Linked DNA regions of Mus musculus: regions 1, 2 and 4 are each linked to region 3. A link is a contact called in public Hi-C and HiChIP or PLAC-seq data. All regions are on one chromosome and are shown on one strand. Each heading gives the region's core, a stretch centred on a gene start, on an enhancer-like site or on the middle of the called end of the contact. The rest is flanking DNA. Distances are from core to core; before and after follow the strand shown. Region 1 overlaps Snx30 (sorting nexin family member 30). Region 2 overlaps Shoc1 (shortage in chiasmata 1). Region 3 has its middle 27 kb from the start of Susd1. Region 4 overlaps Snx30 (sorting nexin family member 30).

What was found. A called contact is a pair of places that touch in the nucleus more often than the background predicts. HiChIP or PLAC-seq counts read pairs in DNA pulled down with a chosen protein or histone mark.
Region 1: a contact with region 3 is called in an H3K27ac HiChIP or PLAC-seq map of microglia, with 4 times the contacts expected there. The contact joins two enhancer-like sites.
Region 2: a Hi-C map of bone marrow-derived macrophages shows a contact between it and region 3, with 3 times the contacts expected there. The contact joins two enhancer-like sites. A contact is called at or near these places in 2 of 15 datasets of contacts at CTCF or cohesin (the NIH/3T3 cell line and pro-B cells), 5 of 484 Hi-C or Micro-C datasets (the G1E-ER4 cell line, bone marrow-derived macrophages, liver and 2 more) and 1 of 9 other capture datasets (embryonic stem cells).
Region 4: an H3K27ac HiChIP or PLAC-seq map of microglia shows a contact between it and region 3, with 4 times the contacts expected there. The contact joins two enhancer-like sites.

What each region holds. Positions count from the first base shown.
Region 1 is chr4:59,844,092-59,846,791 of GRCm38.p6, reverse strand. The region is part of intron 1 of Snx30 (sorting nexin family member 30); the gene reads right to left. Among named protein-coding and RNA genes, the nearest start is that of Snx30, 40 kb to the right of the region's middle. Within about 2 kb of position 1,336, at least 67 of the 459 cell types and tissues checked have an H3K27ac peak or open chromatin away from gene starts, as enhancers often do. A contact at or near this core is called in microglia, where this site is marked.
Region 2 is chr4:59,095,185-59,097,884 of GRCm38.p6, reverse strand. All of the region lies in intron 5 of Shoc1 (shortage in chiasmata 1), which reads left to right. Among named protein-coding and RNA genes, the nearest start is that of Gm35527, 21 kb to the left of the region's middle. Within about 2 kb of position 1,309, at least 8 of the 459 cell types and tissues checked have an H3K27ac peak or open chromatin away from gene starts, as enhancers often do. A contact at or near this core is called in bone marrow-derived macrophages, where this site is marked.
Region 3 is chr4:59,464,208-59,466,907 of GRCm38.p6, reverse strand. No RefSeq gene overlaps it. Among named protein-coding and RNA genes, the nearest start is that of Susd1, 27 kb to the right of the region's middle. Within about 2 kb of position 1,262, at least 23 of the 459 cell types and tissues checked have an H3K27ac peak or open chromatin away from gene starts, as enhancers often do. A contact at or near this core is called in bone marrow-derived macrophages and microglia, where this site is marked.
Region 4 is chr4:59,862,607-59,865,306 of GRCm38.p6, reverse strand. All of the region lies in intron 2 of Snx30 (sorting nexin family member 30), which reads right to left. Among named protein-coding and RNA genes, the nearest start is that of Slc46a2, 51 kb to the left of the region's middle. Within about 2 kb of position 1,261, at least 58 of the 459 cell types and tissues checked have an H3K27ac peak or open chromatin away from gene starts, as enhancers often do. A contact at or near this core is called in microglia, where this site is marked.

The DNA of each region.
Region 1 (2,700 bases), core at 87-2,586, 380 kb before region 3:
ACATTAAAAGGAAAAGACTCTGAAGTGACAGGCCATTCAACAACATCTAAAGAGTCTAGGTCTCACGCATGGCTGTCCCACACCACCTTGTCCTTCAAGCACAACAGCCATCAGCATCTTAGCAGACGATGAGTCTACTGATGCGTCCCAGGGAGCAGAGGATCATCAGACCCTCACCTGAGATTAGGGCCACTCCCTCCAGCACCCCTTCCTCCTGGCCATATTTAATTTCTGTCTCTACCTGTGTTATGACCTAGGAGCAGCTCAGGCAAGTGTCCCATCTTCTGATATTGCAACACAAAGTTGTCACACACACAGTTCATGCTCAAGAAGCATCAATCAAGTTACAAGACGTCATACATAAAGTAAGTTCCGATTTGTACTGGGCCCCACTCACAGCTCTCCTGGGGCATATGCAGCCCGTGGGATACATGTGGGACATACCTGTCAGATAGAACAGAGAAGATAAATAAAGGCATGCTCCATCTATACAGCTAAGGAGAAGGAGTGAAGGGAAGTCTCACCCAGGCAGGGATGAGACTTTAGTGATACATACCTGTCTTAGGGTTTATTTCTGTGAAGAGACACCATGACCAATGCAACTCTTATAAAGGCAAACATTTAATTGGAGCTGGCTTACAGTTTCAGAGGTTCAGTCCATTGCCATCATGGCAGGAAGCATGGCATCCTGCAGGCAGACTTTGTTCTGGAGAAGGAACTCAAGAGTTCTAGATCTTGATCCAAGGGCAGACAGGAGATTCTTCAGCAGGCAGCCATGATGGGGCTCTCTTCTGCACTGGGCAGAACTTGAGCATAGGACCTCAAAGCCCACCCCCACAGTAACTCACTTCCTCCAACAAGGCCATACCTCCTAATAGTGCCACTTCCCATGGCCAAACATATTCAAACCATCACAATAGCTGTGTGGGGTCACCTGCATCCTATTTAGTAAGCCCAAATAAACCCACTCGTCCACTAAGCTAGTTAGACAGAATCATTACTTTGGTCTGTCATTGGTAACCTACCGGGGTTGGGGGCCAGAAGAAGGCATTAAATCCCCTAGAAATAGAGCTACAGGGAGCAGCCATGCGGGTGCTGGCAATACAGCGTAGTCATCTGCAAGAGCAGCAAGTGCTCTTAACCACTGAGCCGTCTCTCCAGTTCCCAAACCATCCTTGTAACCACCACTCATTCATCTCACAAAATAAGACAATTCAGATGTGTCAAAAACGTTAGTAAAGAACTTTCTTGGTTGTCAGAACCAGAGTGTAGAAGAAACAAAATACTAGTCTGTTCTATGTGATCAAATATGGGTAAATCATTACCCCAGACCAAACTCTCTTGAGGGCAAAAGCCACTCAGGCAAGGAACAGGACAGGACAGACTCACAGACCAATGGCAAGTATCAGATGTTACGATGACAACAGCCTTCCCCGCTCTCATCTCTAAATGTGCTTTAAATCCCCCCACATTTTCAGGAAGACTGAAAGTGTCCTTTTTATCAGACACAGACTCTGGAATTTGTGAGCCTCTCAGGGACAAAATTTATGTGCCAAATTGTGCCATTTGACACGTATGTCCCTCCTTGGGAGAGATATAATTTCTGTGGTCGATCTTAAAACCGTCTGTGGGAAAAGAAAGGGCCACCGAGTTGAAACTGCCTTTCTGATCTAAGAAGGGAACGGAAGCACGCCCTCCTTCCTCTGGACACTACTCAAACCACCTTCTGGCAGAGCTCTCTCGTGCTCAGGGTTTGTGACAAACTCACCCTCCAGCTGTGGCAGTGGGAGGCCTTCAAACCCACAACCAAAACTGAAAATTAACACAAGGCTGAACTGGAAGGAAGCCTGTAACCCTATCCCAGAGGGCCATGCTTCCTATGGTCAGTCAGTGTTCATATCATTCCTTTGTCTCCAACAGTGTCAGCTCTGAGGCGTTGGCTCAGCAATAGTACCCAGATTCCAATCCACATCTTAGGAATTCCTCGAGGCGTGGTGCCCTGGACACCTGTGCTAGAAGCGTCCTATATTCCTTTGTAATACGAATTTTCAACCCCCAAGTCCACGTGGATGTCTCTGCAGAGCCATTTGCTTGGTCCATGGCTGCTCCAGATCCCAGCCAATGTGGCTCAGTCCAGAGAAGGGTGGTTCCTCTTTATGTCCACGGTTAACTGAGTCACTGAAGAAGAAATGAAAACTGCACCAAGAGTCTGGTCACAGGAAAAAATTAAGAATGGGCTTGCAAGATGGCTCAGCAGGTGGAGGTGCTTGCTGCCAAGCCTGACAACCCGAGTTCAATCCCCTGGACTCCTACCAGTTATCCTCTGACCACCACACACACAAAGTAAACTAATAAGAATTACTTTTTGAACATTAAGGAATAAGAGAAGAAACAGGATCTCTGAATGCATGAGGCTCTGGGCTTAATCCCTGGGACTTGTCAAAGCAAGAAACAGCAAGAAAAAGAAAAAAGGGAGGTTTGTGTTCTAAGCTATGGGGTTTGGAATTTTTTGACATCAAAAAGTTTTTTTTAAGTTTATTACAGTAAGATGAGCTGTCATCAAATTTAAAACTGCATCCATGTGTTGCAGCCTAAGTGCAGAGCTCGTGCACAGGGCTGCATTACTCTAGGGAACAGAAGCCCCGCCGTTCCACAAAAATTGTGCTGTATATAGCCTGTTGCTATTTTGTCTCATTAGCA
Region 2 (2,700 bases), core at 60-2,559, 370 kb after region 3:
ATTTTGTTCTTAGCTTTAGCACTGCTGGCATAGTGTAAAAATAACTTATTCGTGCCAGCCTTGTTGTCACTGGGTACACATAAACCAGTGTGATGAGGAAAATGTATGTTTTACATCCTTAAAAGCTATTAGTGTGTATTGGCTATTTATATATTTTCTTTTGTAAAGTGATTTTATTTTCTACTGGCATCTAAAAATATGTAAACACACCAATAATTCCAAATGCATTTAACTTTATTCTGATTAGTTCTGCTGATGTTTTCCTTTATTGATTCTAGCACTGAATTTGTGCTTAGAAAAATGTTCTTTTTTTTTTTTATGGTTTCTTTTGTTTTTAATTACAAAATGTTCTTTTATTATATAACTTTTCCATTGTTTAAGGATTTGTTTGTTTTGAGACAGGGTCTCTCTATGTAGCCATTACTGATCTAGAACTCACTTTGTAGAGCAGGCTGACTTTAAACTCACAGAAATCTACCTGACTCCTGGGTATTGGGATTTTTAAGTGTGTGCCATGGCACCCTACTAATTTTTAAATATATTATGTAATTGTATTTCAGGTTTTTTTATGTTTAGGACTAGGGACATTTTTTAATGTTTAAGCACTTTGGTATTTGTTCCAGTATCATTTAGCTAAGAGTCCTTCCCACTATTAGAGATGATGCTTCTATTAAATGCTAAGTTCTGACCCACTCCAGTTGAATTCTGGGTTGTCTACGGTTTTGTCTATTGTGTTAATGTCACCTAATCAGCTCTTATATACCTGTGACATATGCCATCTGTCTCTTGGTTTTTCCCCTGACTTCTTCGTGTATTTGTCGAGATTTAGTTTGTAGTCATTTTCCCCAAAAGTTCTAAATAACAACTGTTCGGAAATCAGTGTTAGATCCTTGAAAAATGTTCTGGTTAGTTTTCCTGGCTAGGGGACGAGGAATGTCTTGCCTTTTATTTAATATTTAATATGGGTTGTTGTTGTTGTTTAAGATACTCACCGGTTTCCACTAAGAAATGATTACTGTTGTATACACACATGTTAAGGAACTCACCCTGTTTTTGTCTGCTTAACTTGGGTTTCTTAGGTGGGCAGGAGTGACTCTAGTAAAGTTTCCTGTTACCAAGCCTCTTTTTTCTGCTTCTTTCATAACTAGCCACCTTGCATTTCCTGCTTATCATTTGTCTACAATAGAGTAATACACTGTGAGCACACATGCTTGCTGTAGAGTAAGAACTCCATGTGATACACTACCACTGTACTTGTGTAAGGAAGCCACCATTCCCATGAAAACAGCCTTTGTCTAACAGCATTGGTTGTGGAGATTTGCTGACCTCTAGTGGCTGCATCAAAAATGGTGGTTTAATTGAAGGGACTGAAAGGGTATAGGGATGCCAAGTGACATAAAATGTCCCCTTGCAGCACATATATCTAAATGTGGCTTTATTTGGGGTGACAAGCTCAGAGCTTGTGAGTAACAAGGAAATGGAATATAAACCAATGCCGTTTCACTCTTTTTTAATATTTAAATATTTTTATTACGTATTTTCCTCAATTATATTTCCAATGCTACCCCAAAAGTCCCCCATACCCTCCCCCCCCCACTCCCCTACCCACCCATTCCCACTTTTTGGCCCCAGGGGGAAAATTCCTGAATAGAACAGCAATGGCTTGTGCTGTAAGATCAAGAATTGACAAATGGGACCTCATGAAACTGCAAAGCTTCTGTAAGGCAAAAGACACCGTCAATAAGACAAAAAGGCCACCAACAGATTGGGAAAGGATCTTTACCTATCCTAAATCAGATAGGGGACTAATATCCAATATATATAAAGAACTCAAGAAGGTGGACTCCAGAAAATCAAATAACCCCATTAAAAAATGGGGCTCAGAGCTAAACAAAGAATTCTCACCTGAGGAATACCGAATGGCTGAGAAGCACCTGAAAAAATGCTCAGCATCCTTAATCATCAGAGAAATGCAAATCAAAACAACCCTGAGATTCCATCTCACACCAGTCAGAATGGCTAAGATCAAAAATTCAGGTGACAGCAGATGCTGGCGAGGATGTGGAGAAAGAGGAACACTCCTCCATTGTTGGTGGGATTGCAGGCTTGTACAACCACTCTGGAAATCATTCTGGCCGTTCCTCAAAAAATTGGACATAGTACTCCCGGAGGATCCCGCAATACCTCTTCTGGGTATATATCCAGAAGACGTTCCAACTGGTAAGAAGGACACATGCTCCACTATGTTCAGAGCAGCCTTATTTATAATAGCCAGAAGCTGGAAAGAACCCAGATGCCCTCAACAGAGGAATGGATACAAAAAATGTGGTACATTTACGCAATGGAGTACTACTCAGCTATTAAAAGGAATGAATTTATGAAATTCCTAGGCAAATGGTTGGACCTGGAGGGCATCATCCTGAGTGAGGTAACACAATCACAAAAGAACTCAAATGATATGTACTCACTGATAAGTGGATATTAGCCTAGAAACTTAGTATACCCGAGATATAAGATACAATTTGTCGTTTCACTCTTAACATGACTTCGTTGGTTTTGCAGAATGGGTGGATGGCACCAATAAACCACCCTTAATTTTCTCAAATAAGCCCTGAGATTGACAGGAACTGAAATGACTTGATGGTCACCTAAGAGGCTGGTTTATTTCAAAAGTTCTTTGACACATGTATTTGGCACAGG
Region 3 (2,700 bases), core at 13-2,512:
ACCAATTGGATGGATGATGGAGTAAGGATTTGGGGGAATTGATCCACACACAATCATGGATGCCTGTGGCCTGTGCTCTGTGCTCCGTGCTCAGTGCTCAGCGTTTGTTGAAGCCTGAGGTCTCAAAAACAGGCATGTGTTAAATTCCTTGCCAAACAGAAACACTTCCACAGACTTTTGGAAATGGTTTTAAGGACAATCTGCAAACCAACATTTCCCGCAGAATATCTACAAAATGGTCAGAGTCTGACCCAGAATAGCTCCTCTGTCTGCCATCACAGCTCTCAGTGCTGCATCTCTGCTGCTGAGGTTAAATCCTAGCACGGTAGAGGTAGGAACATTATTTGGCTTAGAACCTACTCATGAAATGGAGCTATTTCTTGGGGTATAGTTTCTATGGGGTCTGGGTCACTTCTGTGTCAGCTTATGTTGTGTGTGGTTTTTTTTTTTGTTGTTGTTGTTGTTAATAAAGGCAACTCCACCCCCACCCCCAAACCCCAGCTGCTCCCACTACAGACTCCTGGGCAAGCTGAGCCAGTCTACTGTAAAAGGTTTCCTTCCCTGTTCTGTCTTCCCGATTCCCTATCTGCCCCCCTCTCCCTTCTCTCTTCTTTTACTTTTTTTTTTTTTTATATTGGCTTCATCCTTGGATTTTAGTCCTAGCAAGACTCCTCAGTCAGAATTTCATATTAATGGAAATACTCTCAATATTTGGTTCACTTCCCCATTTCCCACTGTTGGTATGGCCTGTCCTCAAGCAAGAATTCCTTTTCCATGCCCTGATGGCAGCGTATGTGTTGCCATTGCTACTCCTGTATCAAGAGTTTGCATTGAGCCCTGCTAATTTGAGTCTTGAGTGATTCCTAGCATGATAGTTCTAAACAAAATTCTCTTGTAGTGCATTTGGGGATAACTTTCCCACCAACCAGGGGCCCAGACTGTCACTCAGAGAGGCACACTAGTGTCCCAGCTCCAGTGGGCAGCTCAGATGATACTTCAGGAAAAACAAACAACAAATAAACAAAAAAGCCAGACCATAAAACCATTCCTAATCTGTAAGAAGGATCTGCCTTCTGGGCTGCTGACTACTCGGGTAAAGAGTACTTGTCTACTGTTCGTTGGACAAAAGAAACCAGAACTTTAAGAATCTATTCAGTTGAAGATGCCAGAACTGGATTGGATAAACTGTGGTGCAAGCTATGCCCCCAGAGCATAATTAAGAACTGTAAAGCAGTCATCTGACAACAGTGTGTTTTAGCAGCCAGGGGAGAGAGGAAGTAAGCCCTACCAAAACCACTGATTCTGGACAGACTCTGTAGTCTCCAGTAGAGACAAGGAGAACAAGTTCCAGAGAATGGGACCAGTAGCCCAAATCACTACAATGTTTTCTGAGATGTACAATTTTCAACCATGTAGAGAAACAGAAGTATTGTCCATAAAGGAAGCAAAGCAGAGCAATAGGAAACATTGTGCTGGGGCTAGAAAGAGACTTACTGTTACTGTAGAGCACCCAAGTTCACAACTGCCTGTGCTCCAGCTCATGGATATCCAAGGCCTTTCAGACACTACACTCATGTACAAGCACACACACACACACACACACACACACACACACACACACACACACACACTTTTAAAAGTGATTGTATTAATTAGAGACACTAAGTGTCAGATTTATTGGATAAGCATTTTATAGAAGCCAATGTGTATGTTCAAAGAATGAAACAATGCATGGTTAAAGAAATAATCAAACATCCAATGTTACGTTAAATACACTCTCAGAAACTTATTGCATGGAGCCATGGAACTTAAGGAGGGAAAAGAAAACCAAACAATGGAAACAGAAAGTTCACTAGAGGTTTCCAATACTACATTAACCGGCAACAATTAGAGATTAGATAATTTGAGGAACAAAGGAAATAAAGAGCCTTGATATAGGAGGCTTCCACGTCATAGGGGAGCATGTTGAAAATCAAAGAAAAGAACATCTTTAAGCAGCAGGGGGGAAAATTAAAAAACAACAACATTACTTCTGAAGGAATCATAATAAAATTAGCTGACTTGGCAGAAGCAGAGGAGGCAGAGAGCAGTGGGAGGGACAACATTGAAAGTGGAGAGGAAGCCAGGTGTAGGGCTGGAGACATGTCTCAGTGGTTAAAAGCGCTGAAAGCCGAGTGACGATGGCTCACAACTCTAATCTCAGCATCCAGAAAGCTCGGCAAGAAGGTTGTCTGTTTTGAGTCTAGCCTGAGTGATCTATGTAGTTCTGGCCAGCCTTTGCTACAACGTGAGACCTTTTCCCAGCTATAAAATTAAAAAAAAAAAAAAAAATCTATCAACTAACAGTCTTGTATACAACAAAACTGTGGTTCAAAATAAGAGGAATCCAAAGGCTTCCCAAGCAAAACAGACCCATGACTTCAGTGCTAGCAGACCTGCCTTAGAAGGAAATATTAAAGGCAAGTGACCTCTTGTCATTCTTGCATGTAAAAAACGCTAGCCAGCACTTCAGCACTTCCCTTGGGGGGTGTTGTAAATTGTAAAAACAAGAAAAAAAAAGCAAGAACATGACAATGGCTATGAGAAGGAACGTTTGTTAATGCCAGGTCTGAAATAATGCCAAGCAAGTCACCCTGTCCCACATCATCTAGGAATGTGTATGTTGGGTAGGCCAAATTGTTTTTTAAGTCACCGTGCATG
Region 4 (2,700 bases), core at 12-2,511, 400 kb before region 3:
CTTTTAACCACTGAGCCATCTCTCCGGCCCCATCAATACTCCATTAGGGACCACAGGACAGGAGATATTTATCTGATACCGCAGGGTAAATATAATCATGAAACAGAAAGGCTCATTCTTTTTAGACTCAAAATTTACTTTATTACCACAGCTCGTTCTATGAAAATCATACTGACACATAGAATCAAATGACATAAATTAATAGGTGGGAAAGATGCAAGGAAAACAAGAACGGGGATTCTAGCAAAGAAGAGCCAAGAGCGAAGCCAGCACTGCACGCTTGCAACACAACTCCGCTGCAGAGTCAGCCACGAGCACTGCTGACTTCATGGAGCGGAGTCAAGTATTCATAAAGCGTGCTGCTCAACAAGCCCCAGGGATGAGTACTGCCAGCTTTCCTCTGTGAAACTCAGTACACAGAACGGGATGGGGAAGAACCAGAAAGTCATCATCATCAGCGAAGACCTCTACCCTGTCCCTCCACACTGGGTCTAGAACCTATGGTGTCCATCAGAGATCACCGCAGGCAGCGGGCAGCCCCAGTCAGATCTGAGGCAGTAACCGAGCACAGAGGGACTGTATGCTCACCTGAGCACCTCTTTAGTCATCTCTGGAAACATTAGCATCAGCCCACAATCTAATCCACACCCAGCAAGACAGCCTGGACCTAGACTCCACAGACCACAAAAGGTCCCCCTCCACCAGTCTAGATGGCAAATGGCTCTGGGAAACCCAGTGCCCTACAGACTTCTATCCTACAGACAATATTACAGGCACCCAAGGATTTTGAATAGATGTTTTAAATTTTTAAATTGTACAAAAACAGTCTCCAATGCCAAAAGAATCTATGGTGGGTTTAATGAAACTGGCCAAAACACTGAAATAATTTAGCCAACAACTCTAAAGCTAAGACCATCGGCTGATAACTCTTGTGCCTGTAGCAATAACAGGTAAAGAGCAACACCTCTACACCAGGGTCCCTAACACTGCCAAGCAGCTCCAACACTCCCAGCACCACGCAATCTCAACAGTCCCATCATCAATTAGGAAAAAGCTGTAGACACCTCAAAACTTGTAAGTCCTGCTTCAAAACCTCCCATGTATTCCTGCCAGATGATCTTCTCACTCTGCCCCAGATAAAACTGCAGCTATAAGCAAAGAGTCCCTTCCCTTCCTGTCACGAGACAAGCTTCCCTTCCGTTTTCCAGACAATGGAGAAAGTGTGCTTCTCTTTTTGGAGGCCAAACCACAGGCTTATCCGCAGGGCACAGCTTGCACTTCCTCCGGCTTACTCTCCACTCTTCACCCATATCTGCTTTCCCGCCAGCCCTGTCCATCTTGCTCTTAATTCTCCTTCATCCTCAGAAATAAAAACACGTAAGCATATTACAGACACAGTGATACACAGCTCTAATTCCAGCACTCAGGAGGCAGAAGCAGGAAGGATCAGAAGAGTTCTAAGCAAGCCTGGGCTACACAGCAAGTATGACGTCAGCAAGGCTCTGTCTAACACACTTACACCCACACACACATTCACACACACACAGCTCTCTCATTCAAGCACACTCTTGCAGTTACTGCTGTTTCTTTTTTTATTATTATTATTTTCTTTATTTACATTTCAAACTTTATCCCCTTTCCTCATTTCCCCTCCAAACTGTCCCCCCATTCTCAGCCCCTTCCCCTGCTCACTAACCCATCCACTCCTGCTTCCTTGTCCTGAAATACACTGGGGCACTGAGCCTTCACAAGACCAAGGGCTTCTCTTCTCATCGATGTCCCATAAAGCCATCCTCTGCTACATATGTGGCTGGAGGCATGGGTCTCTCCATGTGTACTCTTTGGTTGGTGATTTCGTCCCTGGGAGCTCTGGGGGTACTGGTTGGTTAAGAGGAACATACCTCCAGTGCTGGTGGGATTGCAAGTTGGTAACAACCACTCTGGAAATCAGTTTGGCGGTTCCTCAGAAAATTGGACATAGTACTACCTGAGGACCCAGTTATACCACTCCTGGGTATATAACCAGAAGATGCTCCAACTTGTAATAAGGACACATGCTCCACTATGTTCATAGCAGTCTTATTTATAATAACCAGAAGCTGGAAAGAACCCATATGTCCCTCAACAGAGGAATGGATACAGAAAATGAGGTACATTTACACAATGGATTACTACTCAGCTATTAAAAACAATGAATCCATGAAGTTCTTAGGCAAATGGATGGAACTAGAAAATATCATCCTGAGTGATGCAACCCAATCACAAAAGAACACACACTCATTGATAAGTGAATATTAGCCCAGAAGTTCAGAATACCCAAGATACAATTCACAGACCACATGAAGCTCAAGAAGGAAGACCACAGTATGGATACTTCAGTCCTTCTTAGAAAGGTGATCAAAATACCCATGAGAGCAGATACAAAGACAAAGTTTGGAGCAGAAACTGAAGGAAAGGCCATCCAGTGACTGTCCCACCTGGGGATCCATCCCATATACAGTTCCCAAATCCAGACACTATTGTGGATGCCAACAAGTGCTTGCTGACAGGAGCCTGATATAGCTGTCTCCTGAGAGGTTCTGCCAGTGCCTGACAAATACAGAAGTGAATTCTCACAGCCATCCATTGGACTAAGCACAGGGTCCCCAATGAGGAGCTAGAAAATGGAACCAAGGAGCTGAAGGGGTTTGCAGCCCCATA